4 separate regions of the Mus musculus genome follow, and regions 1, 2 and 3 are each linked to region 4. The links are chromatin contacts, called in public Hi-C maps. All regions are on one chromosome and are shown on one strand. The core of a region is the stretch at or near the end of the contact, and the rest is flanking DNA. Distances in the headings are between cores, read along the strand shown. Region 1 overlaps Gm31674 (a long non-coding RNA gene). Region 2 has its middle 140 kb from the start of Gm31268. Region 3 overlaps Meis1 (Meis homeobox 1). Region 4 has its middle 56 kb from the start of Gm12018.

The links. A called contact is a pair of places that touch in the nucleus more often than the background predicts.
Region 1: a Hi-C map of cranial neural crest shows a contact between it and region 4, with 2.4 times the contacts expected there. The contact joins two enhancer-like sites. A contact is called at or near these places in 15 of 484 Hi-C or Micro-C datasets (the N1E-115 cell line, Sertoli cells, cerebellum and 8 more) and 4 of 115 datasets of contacts at active chromatin or transcription factors (differentiating embryonic stem cells, embryonic basal ganglia, embryonic hindbrain and 1 more).
Region 2: a contact with region 4 is called in a Hi-C map of the N1E-115 cell line, with 12 times the contacts expected there. The contact joins two enhancer-like sites. A contact is called at or near these places in 11 of 484 Hi-C or Micro-C datasets (the N1E-115 cell line, embryonic fibroblasts, myocytes and 2 more), 2 of 115 datasets of contacts at active chromatin or transcription factors (astrocytes and embryonic fibroblasts) and 3 of 9 other capture datasets (embryonic stem cells, embryonic tail and embryonic trunk).
Region 3: a contact with region 4 is called in a Hi-C map of the N1E-115 cell line, with 8 times the contacts expected there. The contact joins two enhancer-like sites. A contact is called at or near these places in 2 of 484 Hi-C or Micro-C datasets (the N1E-115 cell line and uterus) and 1 of 115 datasets of contacts at active chromatin or transcription factors (cardiomyocytes).

The regions. Positions count from the first base shown.
Region 1 is chr11:18,753,659-18,756,511 of GRCm38.p6, forward strand. The region is part of intron 1 of Gm31674 (a long non-coding RNA gene); the gene reads left to right. Gm28401 (a long non-coding RNA gene) reads right to left here. Exons shown (of 2, transcript XR_872259.2): 2 at 1,839-2,838. Among named protein-coding and RNA genes, the nearest start is that of Gm31674, 7.0 kb to the left of the region's middle. Within about 2 kb of position 1,358, at least 22 of the 459 cell types and tissues checked have an H3K27ac peak or open chromatin away from gene starts, as enhancers often do. A contact at or near this core is called in cerebellum, where this site is marked.
Region 2 is chr11:17,459,265-17,461,964 of GRCm38.p6, forward strand. No RefSeq gene overlaps it. Among named protein-coding and RNA genes, the nearest start is that of Gm31268, 140 kb to the left of the region's middle. Within about 2 kb of position 1,312, at least 50 of the 459 cell types and tissues checked have an H3K27ac peak or open chromatin away from gene starts, as enhancers often do. A contact at or near this core is called in the N1E-115 cell line, where this site is marked.
Region 3 is chr11:18,944,543-18,947,242 of GRCm38.p6, forward strand. The region is part of intron 7 of Meis1 (Meis homeobox 1); the gene reads right to left. Among named protein-coding and RNA genes, the nearest start is that of Gm16141, 44 kb to the right of the region's middle. Within about 2 kb of position 1,414, at least 23 of the 459 cell types and tissues checked have an H3K27ac peak or open chromatin away from gene starts, as enhancers often do. A contact at or near this core is called in the N1E-115 cell line, where this site is marked.
Region 4 is chr11:18,150,899-18,153,598 of GRCm38.p6, forward strand. No RefSeq gene overlaps it. Among named protein-coding and RNA genes, the nearest start is that of Gm12018, 56 kb to the left of the region's middle. Within about 2 kb of position 1,408, at least 19 of the 459 cell types and tissues checked have an H3K27ac peak or open chromatin away from gene starts, as enhancers often do. A contact at or near this core is called in the N1E-115 cell line and cerebellum, where this site is marked.

The sequences.
Region 1 (2,853 bases), core at 108-2,607, 600 kb after region 4:
GGCAATGTTACAAGCTAGCAAAATTCTTATTTTTAAGGTACCTAGGAGGCTATTTTTCATTGATCTTTTTGACAAATACTTACTGCAAAATGAAGTCCAGAAGAAAAGGAGAAAAGGGAATGGGGCGGATGTTGAATATTGGCTTCTTAGAGGATAGTAATCAGTTGTTTATTGGTCTCTACGAGACAAGTAATGACCAACCGCAGTGTTAAGTGCCAGCCACACCGCCTTGGGCTCTTCTCTTCCTACATCAGCCATTATCTGATTAGAGAACCTTGGAGGAAGTCGTTGCTATTGCATAACTTTATGGGTCTTAACAGCGCAGGCTGGCTGGCAGAAAAACTACCTGGGAGGGTTGATAAAGCAACGGTGATTTTATTTACTCCACTTACACCTTGCTCTCAGCCCTGGCGGCTGCAGAAGAAATCTCAAATTGATCCGAATAGGAACTGTGAGGGGCATGGGCAGAGAGAGGGAATGTGATCTGTTCCTTCAAGCTTTATGGGGGTTGCACAGCTTGAAGTGATGACACTGGGAAGCAGCTCAACACTTTCGTAGGGGGTATGTATTTAAAGCAAGCAGAGCGGATTGGAGCAGTGCTAATCATATATGCAATAATACAATGACAGGAATAAAATGTGCTTCTGATCTTTAGTAAGAACGGAGGCTCCTAAAGGTACTGACTGTGTGGTTAACTGTGCTGAATGTCTCTGATTAACAAGTGGAGGCAGTGACATAATTAAGAGGTTATCTGGGCTAATAAAAATGCCCAAACCTACCCTGGAATGTGATCCTTTCACGATACAATTTTTTAAGAATGTCACATGCCCTTGCTTTCTGTTGAGACCTACCCTTAGTGATCCCAGGAGGGAAAATAAACATACGTTTTTAAATGAAGATATTTAAAATGTACCCCATATTTCAGCATGTTGCTATAACCCAGTCTTTTTTATGCTCCTCCTATAAAACCTAAATTAAGCCTCTTAGGAGTGATTTTGCTGCAGGTTCCCTTGAAAAACACAATACATTTTAAATACTTGGACCTGAGCGCACAGTAACATGTAATCACCACCGAATAGTCTCCTTTCCCTCTGTCAAATAGCAGCTTTCTTAAGACGAATTCCTCAAAAGGCAGCTTCATTGGAAATGTAAACTTTCCGCAAATATCAATTGTTCGTGTAGCATGTGGATGAAGTGACTGGCTGAGGCTCCTCCCCCGCCCCCTTCCATTTTAAAACACCCATCAGTGTCAAAGGCAACTGCACATGTCCCTTTTGCTCCTCTAGATAAAGCTGAGAAATGTTAAGAAAAAAAAATGTCAGAAAGCACTCAGTGGATTACAGGCTGGTTTCTGCTGCTTGCCCAGAGAGGATGGCAGGGCAGCCGGGACAGAGGGATCCTGAAAGCTATGCTTTTGTGAGGTGCTCGCTCTGCACACTGTGAAAGATTTGGTGCTATATTTGACAGTTTACTACCTCCTGTTGTTTGTTTTAAATGTAGTCATTCTTTAATATCTCTTCCATGTGCATCTGTTAGATTAAACAATAATGTATTCTTCTACTCTGGCATGTTTCTTTACCCATGTGCTGTGTAGAAATGCATTTCGGTCTCTCCCAAGCACTTTCTGTTTCTTTCTAAAATCCTTGAGACATTCATTCCAAGAGAAAGCAGAGAAAATGCAGAGCTCACACACACTGAAATTCACCAAACTGATCAGTCCTTCGCCCCTTAAATAAACTGTGTGTATAGCTCTGGGGCTTTCCAGACAGTTCATTTATATTGTTAAAAGACATTTACATTCATTTTGTGTATTAAAGAAATAAATAACTGGCTAAGGCTTACAATTTGTTTCGTTCTATTTTTCTGAAGAATATTTAACAATCACAAAACAGAAAATAACAGGAAGATATTTGTCATATTCCAACTGTGCTTAAAACTTAATTGCTTAAACAGAAAATATATTACAAATTCAGTTCTAGATACCACCCTAGAAATAGCAAGGTTCATTCTACAGAAACAAGGTAAAAACTCTACTGATTTTAAATATAAACTTTTCCAAAACAGGTTACAAATGAATTTAGACAAATTTGGCTCTTAACCTTTAAAGATTTCCTGCCCATTTCTGTGTGTCTTTTATTACATTAATTTTTTATTTAAATTACACCATTATCTGGATATGAATTTATCAAGAATACATGTATTGATTTATAAAATAGTACCATTAATTATTATAATAGCTAGATGTGGCTGATATTACAAAGCCATTTAAAGGTTTTTAATATAACTTGGACATACATAGATAGATAGGCACTATGGACAAGACCACAATTTAAACTGGCTACCAGCAGTTAATGAAAGCTTAGATTTATATTCTAGTTTAGAGATTGATCATACTGTTGCTTTGTAAAACTATTTACATCATGCCATTTTTCAAAGAATGTCTCAATAAAAAAGCTAAATAAAACATTCAGTCAATTCCCAAAGCAGATTTTGTTTTCTATATCTTAAGTGCTTAGTGAAAATAATTGATAGTGTGTGTTCCATGCTTTGTCATTTCCATTCCAGGGTGACTTTCCTGGGGTGGGGACCTCGTTTGCATGTGCACACTTTCACACACTTTTGATCCTTGCTAAAGCAAGCTCCTTGTCTTCATTTCAGCATCCACTCCCCAACACATCCAGGTATGTTTTACAGAATGCACACATCAGGATCCATAAGTCTTTTTGGTATCCTTTATGTTTTGCATGGTTTATTCTTCCTTAGGGTTGTGGGAAACTAGGACTTACCCCAAAGCCTCAGGACAGGCAATCACGGAGATAATTTGGGTAAGAAAGCAATCTGAAGAGAAAAAAA
Region 2 (2,700 bases), core at 62-2,561, 690 kb before region 4:
TTCTTATGACACTTCTCAGCACACACAGACTGCAAGTTTGCTCATGTTTTGATAAGACTTTAAATAGAGATGTTTGCATTAAAACTTTTTAAAAAATCCTTTTAGCTTTCAGAAATTCAGTTTGTGGGTGGAAAGGGCATGTTTAAGGCAAGAGAATGTGAGTGAGCTGTGGCTGTGGCTGTGGCTGTGGCTGTGGCTCAGTGGTTGAACACTTTCCTGACTCGGGGTTATAACCCCAGCACCAGAAAAAAGGAATCAACTAAACTAGCACAAATCAAAGATCCCACAGGCTTTAGCTCTGATATGATACTATACCCTAATTATCTAGGCCAACACTTATAGAAATAGATGATGAATAAGTAATTTTATTTTTTGGTAGTCATATTAAAAACATGGGGGAAAAAACTACAGGTGAAATTGATTTAATTATTTTTAAATTTAATCCAATTATTACAAATATCTTCTAAGTATGTAATAGGTATAAAAAAAGCTAATTTGCACCCTTCACAGCACAATCCTCCCCTTAAACTCTTTGCTTTTGTATCCATCGATCCAGCATTATTTAAGCACAGCCACAAGTAGCTTGTGGTTACTAGATTACAGGGGAGGTGGAGATGACATCGGTTATACCTCATTGCACACCTTCCTAGTAAACAGATGCCTCAAGAGAGGATTTTTCATTATGATCATTGTCTGAAGAGTAGAGCTTGTAGGCGTAGACTGTTTAAATAGGAGGTGAAATGTCTCTTTAGACAGGCCATGGATTCCAAATTTTCTGGAAGTTACTGGTTTCCAAGCAGGTAGATGCAAGGCATCTAGTTTTTTACCTGTAGAGGGAGCTCTCTCCCCTCTGCTCTCTCTTTAATTTCAATCCCAACCTTGGTTCTTAGAACCCTGCAGTTCTGAGTTCTTTCACCTGGCTTGGTGGAGAGTTTGTGTTTGGCTCCAAACCAGCAGTACTTTCACAATCTGCACACGTTAAAGGCAGCTAAAATGCTAGGACACCAGCCGGGTGGCGGCTTGAATCTGTGATTCCCAGGCAGTCCAGGGAAATGATAAACAAAAGTCTTTTGTGCAATATTAATAAGCTTTAAGCACTCCCCAGTGAGCCTCTTGTCATCCAAGTAAGTCATGTGTATCAAAAGCCCTTATACGTGGAAGTTTGTTTTCATATCTGGCCCACGATGAATGGGAGCCCCCTTTGCCATGTTGTAAAACAAACATTTGTTTATTTTCTGAGCAGAGCTGGCAGTACGACTCAGAAACTGGAGCTGAATGGAGAGCCCCTTTCCAAGGAGGCGCCTTTGAAAACCCTCTGCCGCAGCTTTCCAACTGTCAACTGATCCTGAACTGGGTTTACATTAAGACAATAACAGTGTTTCCTAAATAAATAAGTTAGAGACACCCGTGGGCCTTAATCAAACCCATAAATGGCTTGTAGGGTGGGCCAAAAGGTTTTTTTTTTTTTTTTTTTTTTTTTGCTGTGCAGAGAAATAACGTCTAGTTCATCTTACCATGTATGGGAAGCTTGTGTTTTTGAGACAGAAGGGTTTCTTTATGGTAATTATACTGTTTTTTTTTTTTTTTTTTTTTTTTTTAAACCAACAACAAAAACAAAAACCGCCTGATAGAGCTTTCTCTGGACCTCTGGGACAAAAGAATGTGACACTTTTCTTGGGTGAATGCCACGGTGCCAAGCAGGCATTTTCTAAAGAAGAGAGGTGTGGTCACCCTCCCAGTCGATAATGTAACCCCCTCCTGGCACGTAAAGAAAATAAATGAAAGCTGTAAGATGAACCATCTGCTACTGCGATCTGGCTTCTTTCTTCGTTGACTTGGGGCTTCCGGGAATTCCTTTCACTCCAACAAGTTTCAAGCACAATGGCCTTAGAGGCAGAGGGTGGAAACCAGGAAGCACCACTGAGCGCCGGGAGCTTGGGTTTCTGCGGGTTTTCCCGGAAGGCGGGAATTTCAGCCTCTTACTGGAAGCTGCGTTTCTCCCGTAAAAGACACATTCTAGGGAAAGACTGAAAGCTGAAGAGCTGAAACAACAGTTGCATGTAAATGAAAACAAAAAATTAAATACTACTGCGCATCGTAGGAAGTCTGTAGAGATTCTTTCATACAGGTATCCTCAGCTGTACGGAATCATCATTTGCAACTTTCAGAAACAAAAGCTTGACTATAATATATGTATAATATGACTTTGGTTATAGCACATGCATAATTTTATAACTTACTTTTGGAAGGCTTGGATTTTTTTCATGTGCATTTCCTCAGACTACCATCTAATATTTATAATAATCATTTTTCATTATTATAACTATGTATAATATACAACTAATATTATTACAATGTTATAATAACATAACCAATATTATAACATTGTTTCCACGGATGTACAACTTTCCAAGTAGATGTACTATAATTCACATGTCTGCCTTTTTCTTTCAGGCAACATGGGATGCTTATGATTGCTTTCACAGCACAATTTCTTTCTTGGAGAAATATTAATTGGGATAACCACAAAGTTATTAATACTTAGGGATTTTTAACACACAATATCATATGGTTTCCCAGAAGGACTTGAAAACAAACTGCTTTTCTAACTGCAACCACTCACTACAGTGTAGTCTTCTTAGCTTTCACTTCCTCTTTGCCCTTTCTGTCTGTCTAGAACAATCCCACCACTCACATGTC
Region 3 (2,700 bases), core at 164-2,663, 790 kb after region 4:
AAGACGGGGGCCGAGAAGAGCATAATAAAACAGAGGCCTCTAAAAGCAAACACTTTCATAGATTTTAATAAATTGTTTAACCTCTTCCACTTTCTAAAATTGAAAATTGATCTCACAGCGTCTCGACCTCAGAGGAGAGTCTAAATGGTCAATTGTACCTTTAGCATTTCAATTCACTCCGCAATTTGATACAGTCACCTCGATGTGGTCTCGGGAGGATTTATTTCCTTTTTTATTTTTTTTATTTTTTATTATTTTTTTTATTTTTTTATTTTTAAGATCACTACACAAACTTGGAGAACCACGGCCAACCACACGGCAGCAGGCAGAAGCTCTGAAGCCCATTTGTAAAATGTCAGCAGTGACTTCATTCCTGGTGCTGACTTCTCCTGCCGCCAAATGAAGGCAAACTGAAAAGGTGGAAATAATCATAAAAATGATGCTACTCCATAAACAAGCTTACGGCCTCATTAGGGTAGCAGTGGGCTCCAGTGGGTGATTTATGCTCGTTTTGCTGATGCTATGTGGAAATGCCACAGGGCGACTTTAGCCAACTGCTAATGGTTTCTGACAGCTTCTTAGCAACTGTGCAAGCAACGTTGTGGCGTTTGCTAGTGACAGAAACCGAAAATGTCATATTATCTGCCCATGTGTCATGAAGTCCGTGTGGCAATTAACTAGTAGGCCAGTGACTGAGGGGCCAGAGGCTCCTGCAAATGGCCTTTGGCTATGCAGAGCCAGCAATGGCTACCTGCGTGCACACTGCTGCATGTATGTAATATTCTAATGCAGAAATCTACTCCTTGCAACTTCCCAGGTTCTGATGAGAGACCAGGCCACTCACATTCCTTTCTTTTCCTCACCTACGTGACTCTCTGGGAACAGACTCTGATGCTATCAGAGATCTCTAGAGGAGTCTGCCTTGCTATGATTAATTGGCGGTACCTGGCTCTGTGCTTCCGGACACTGGATTCTAAGGTGCCAGCGATTTTTTCTGCTCTCTCACAAATTAGTCTAAAAGGATTTAAGATCACTGAAGCAGACGCATTGCCAGACTGCAAGAAGCAAAGGCACTCCGCACCACAAAAAGATACTAATCTACCAACACCAAGCTTCTAACAAGCAGGGGGAGACTCTTGGCCACACTTTCCAGTTTCCAACCTATCAAAACCATGCACTATATGTCAAACTGTCAAACCTTTCAGCGTAGGCCATTTGCCCTTTCAAATAATATTTAAGAATTGTTTTTACAAAATTTTATAGGCCGTGGTCTATTGAATGAGACCAACCAACAAAGAAAGGAATTTGTATTACAATTCCGCTCTGGACAGTCTCTAGTGAAACCTGGGCCTGTCCCTGTGGAACAAGGCAGGTGACCTGTGGCAACTCCCAGGCTGCCAGAGAGCTCAGATTTCAAACACACTCAACTCAAACATCCCATGTCGCCTATTTAAGCATGCCTGGGCATTTAGACTGTGCTATCTCCTGCCTTTCAAGGCAGGATAAAACAGCATTTATTGTATTCATACCATTCAGTAGGTCAGACTGACCAGGTCAGTGGGGAATCCTCTATAGGCAGGTCCAAGCTCTGCCCCTCCTCCCCTTAAACTATCTCCTTCCTTTCTCCCAGAGCTGCTATTCCTCAAAATACATCAGTAGGGAGGCAAAAAACAAAACCCTTTTAAAAAGCCCAAGATTTACATCACAACTGATGGGAACTCTGCCTGTCAGTGGGCTACCAGGTAAAAATAAAGTGGATGTTATGTCCCAGGGCCTCTGGGTCATAGAGGCAAAATTAATTAAGGAAGTGAACTGAACTTTTCGACTGCCGGGGCAAATGCAAGCATAAGGTTGGGACACCCTTGTTATGCTGGAAGTTATCCGACAATCATAGATTCGAGACCATTTTCATTTACAGTTTTGTGTGGAGACTCCATAGTTCAGGGTCATCCTATTTTCGACATGTGGAAAGTTGGGTTTCTTTGCAGGGGTCTCAGCATGCCCAATGCCTAGGAGTGTTAGAAAATGTGAAGGACACAGCCCAATCCCACCCCTCTAGATCCCAAAAGTCATTTCCCAAAAGTCAAGTAGAATAATGCTCCTGTGTTATGTTAAGAGGATAACTAGCAAGGTTTACAGACACCCCTTTCTCAAGAATTTGCTAAATACTTCAGAGATCCCCAGGAGTTGTACAGTCTCCATCTCCAGTACACAGGAGCAGCCAGAATTATTTTCCTCAAGTACGTAGCTGATCATGGCACCCTGGCACTTCCAGGACTTCCACAGTGGCCCTTTGACCTTAGAATGGAGGTCGTAACTTTTAGCCTGGCACTGGGGACTGTGACAGACTTTCCCAAGTGGGTTTTCAGCAAAGATTTTGCCAAGACTCAATGTGTTAGGGTACCTTCCACATACCTGGTACTGAGCCTGTGGAAGCTCTCTGCACTTGGTAACTCTCAGTTCTTTGAGGCTTCTTGGGCTAGTTCTTTCCCCACAATGGGCTTCTTTTCCTTTCCTCAGTAATGTGGCAAGTCTCTTGGTGACCTTTAAGACAGTGCTCAACTGCTGTCTCATATATGAAGCGTTTTCTGGACTCTGGCTGACTTATTCACCCATTGTCACTCCCATGCAACAACTCAAACCTGAGTAGTTTCTCGTAGTTTCTCTCTCTCTCTTTCTCTCTCTCTCTCTCTCTCTCTC
Region 4 (2,700 bases), core at 158-2,657:
GTAAGAGCAAGAAGGCTTGCTGTACCTTTAGACCGTATGCCTTGACTTTTGTGCCTCATGTACACAGATGCTGTCTGTCTGGTGCTACACAGGCAGCTCTTGCTTGATTGCTCTGGAGTGTCTGCCTCATCTGCAAAATGAGTGAAATAAAAAAACCCAAGTCAGAATAAGAACTGAGAGAGTGTGAAAGCCACACTTGGGTCACTGAGTCATTGAAAGCTCCCTCTGTTCACGTGTTCCTCCCTGTCACTGCCCTGATGTCACCTAATCCCTTCTGATTTTACTTATTTTGAATTAAAAAAATTAAAAATCCCTTGCATTTTACCCATTTTTTATTAAAGTCACTTTTAAGCTATGTCTTCCAAATGTGCCTGTGGCTTCCTGTCTTAGCAATGTATATGCATTAAAAGTACAGCAACAAATTTCCTTCAGTTCGGGTTTTGTTAAAATACTTTGAATGACAATTCAAACACATTCATCTGTATTTGAAAACTTGATCTGATTAAACTTGGTTTTCACATCTTATATTTGCCAAAGCGTGCTTCATTTTGTGGCTATTTTTTGTTTTTTGTTAGTCTGTTTGTTTTGTTTTTTCAGTGATTGATAAGCTGCTTTGAGAAGAAAACTCAGGACCAGGCTTCATTCCAGGCCACTCAGCCAAAGCCTGGTGTCTTCATCGCACAATCCATGTCTTCTGCCTCAAGATGAAGGGACTCACTCACCGAAGGCTTAAAATGAGGTTTAAGCAAGCACACTTTTCATGCTAAACAAAGCATGCCATCATTTTATTTTACAAGTTATGGGTGTGCTTTTAATAAACTCACCGTCACACACACATACAAAGAAATAAATAGATTTGTTCTGCTTAAACCGGCATACAAAGAGCTTGGAAGGAAGGACAAAAAATCTTTAACACCTCTTAGGCAATGGAAGGGAACTTCACACTTCAGCCTCATGTCAAGAATGTGTGATAACAATTTGACAGGTAGTAAGTGGATTCTGTCCCAGGCCTTGCAGGGAGATGACCCTGGAGCATAATGGTGTGATCTGCAGGCCCTTAGCTTCCTGCCCAGCAGGGGGTAGCCAAGTGCCGGCAACCGGGAAGCAATTCAGTCCTGCAGGAAACAGCCTCCCAGCTAGAAATAGCCCTCTGATTGTAGAAGCCAGCTCTTCTGATTAATGCCAATACTTGAATTATTTGTTCCAAAATAGCTACTCATCCGAGGCCTATCTTGGGATCTGGAGCTTAGGCGACTGTGTCCTTTGAAAAGAGATTTTAAAAAATAAAGATAAGTTATTTACTTGCCCAAGACTTCAACTGAATATTGGGCTGTAAAGGCAGGAGGATTTCATTTTCCTGTTTGAGTCTTCTTTGTCTTCCCCAGTGTGCTAAGGGTATGAGTTTCCACAGATGTGGATAGGCAGGTCTGGTCGGCTGCCCTGGCTCTTTGAGTGCATGGCTGCTGGTAGGAGAGCTTAGCCACTGTCACAGGACATCTCCTCAGAGAACCTGGGAGCCAGCCGGTGACAGAGCTGAGGAGCCAAGGTGATGACTGACAGGAGAGAAGACAGGAGAAAATTCTCCAGTAGGAAAAAGGATGTGTGTTGGGGAGGTGGGAGTGGGGTGGTGGGCTGAGAGGTGACTGCAGAAAGGAGCAGCATCCTGCTGTCGGCCTGTCTGCTGCTCCAGCTACTTGCTGACTGACCTGCCTACTCAGAATGGGTCCTTCTGGCCTTCACATACTCACCTTGTTGCTTCCCGCTCAGGCCATTTTCCGTCAGTGCTGCGTTTCTTTGTTGTTGTATTTTTTTCCCAGTTCAATGAACCCTCACATTATGGGTTTCTGTTGTCATTCTAACCTCTAATACACAACCATTACGTCTTATCTCGTCTTCTAAATTACTTCAAAATCCAATTACAAAACCCTTTCTCCTCCAAGAGCACACAACTCTCCACATTACTGAAATGCCGGGCTTTGCTTTGTCTTTCTAAATTAATAATAGCTACCATTTTCCGTCTGTTCTTTCCGAGGGATTCGGTTATATCACCACATAGACTAACAAAATGCCGATTATGATTCTTTTGCCTTTTTGATGGGCTACAAAAAAGCTAAAGATAATTTCCCAAATATTCATAAAAGATCTGTCAGTTTTTAGAATCAACTTTTTGAAACTCAATCTCTAAAGAAGACAGCATTTTAAAATCAGTTAAAATTTAAATTAAATCAGCCAGATTTTCACCCTTGATTTACATTGCAGAAGCCAGTCTCTTCCAAAGGTTTTAGACATTTGAATAGGTCTGTTTGTTTTCACAGTGATTTTAATAACACAAGTGAATATTTAATCCAATCAATGTCATCGTAATTTTCTCTAATCTAAGGAAAATGGCTGTCTTAAAGGCAAATTTAAATTTTAGTGAATTATAAAATATTTTGGTAAAAGTGAACATGCCAAGAACATTTTAGGAGAAACTTTTAACACATTGAGAATATGCATTTTTGTTTGTTTCTTTTCTTTTGCCTTGATTCTTCTGACAGAGGAGAGGCATAATTGTGACTCATATTTGGAAATTGCTTTTAGAAAATGATTTTCAATTCAAATCTAAATTTAGCTTCGGAAATATTACTTGTTTAAATGTTTTATAATCACAAACATGAAGCAGAACTGTAACTTCTCTCTCTCTCTCTCTCTCTCTCTCTC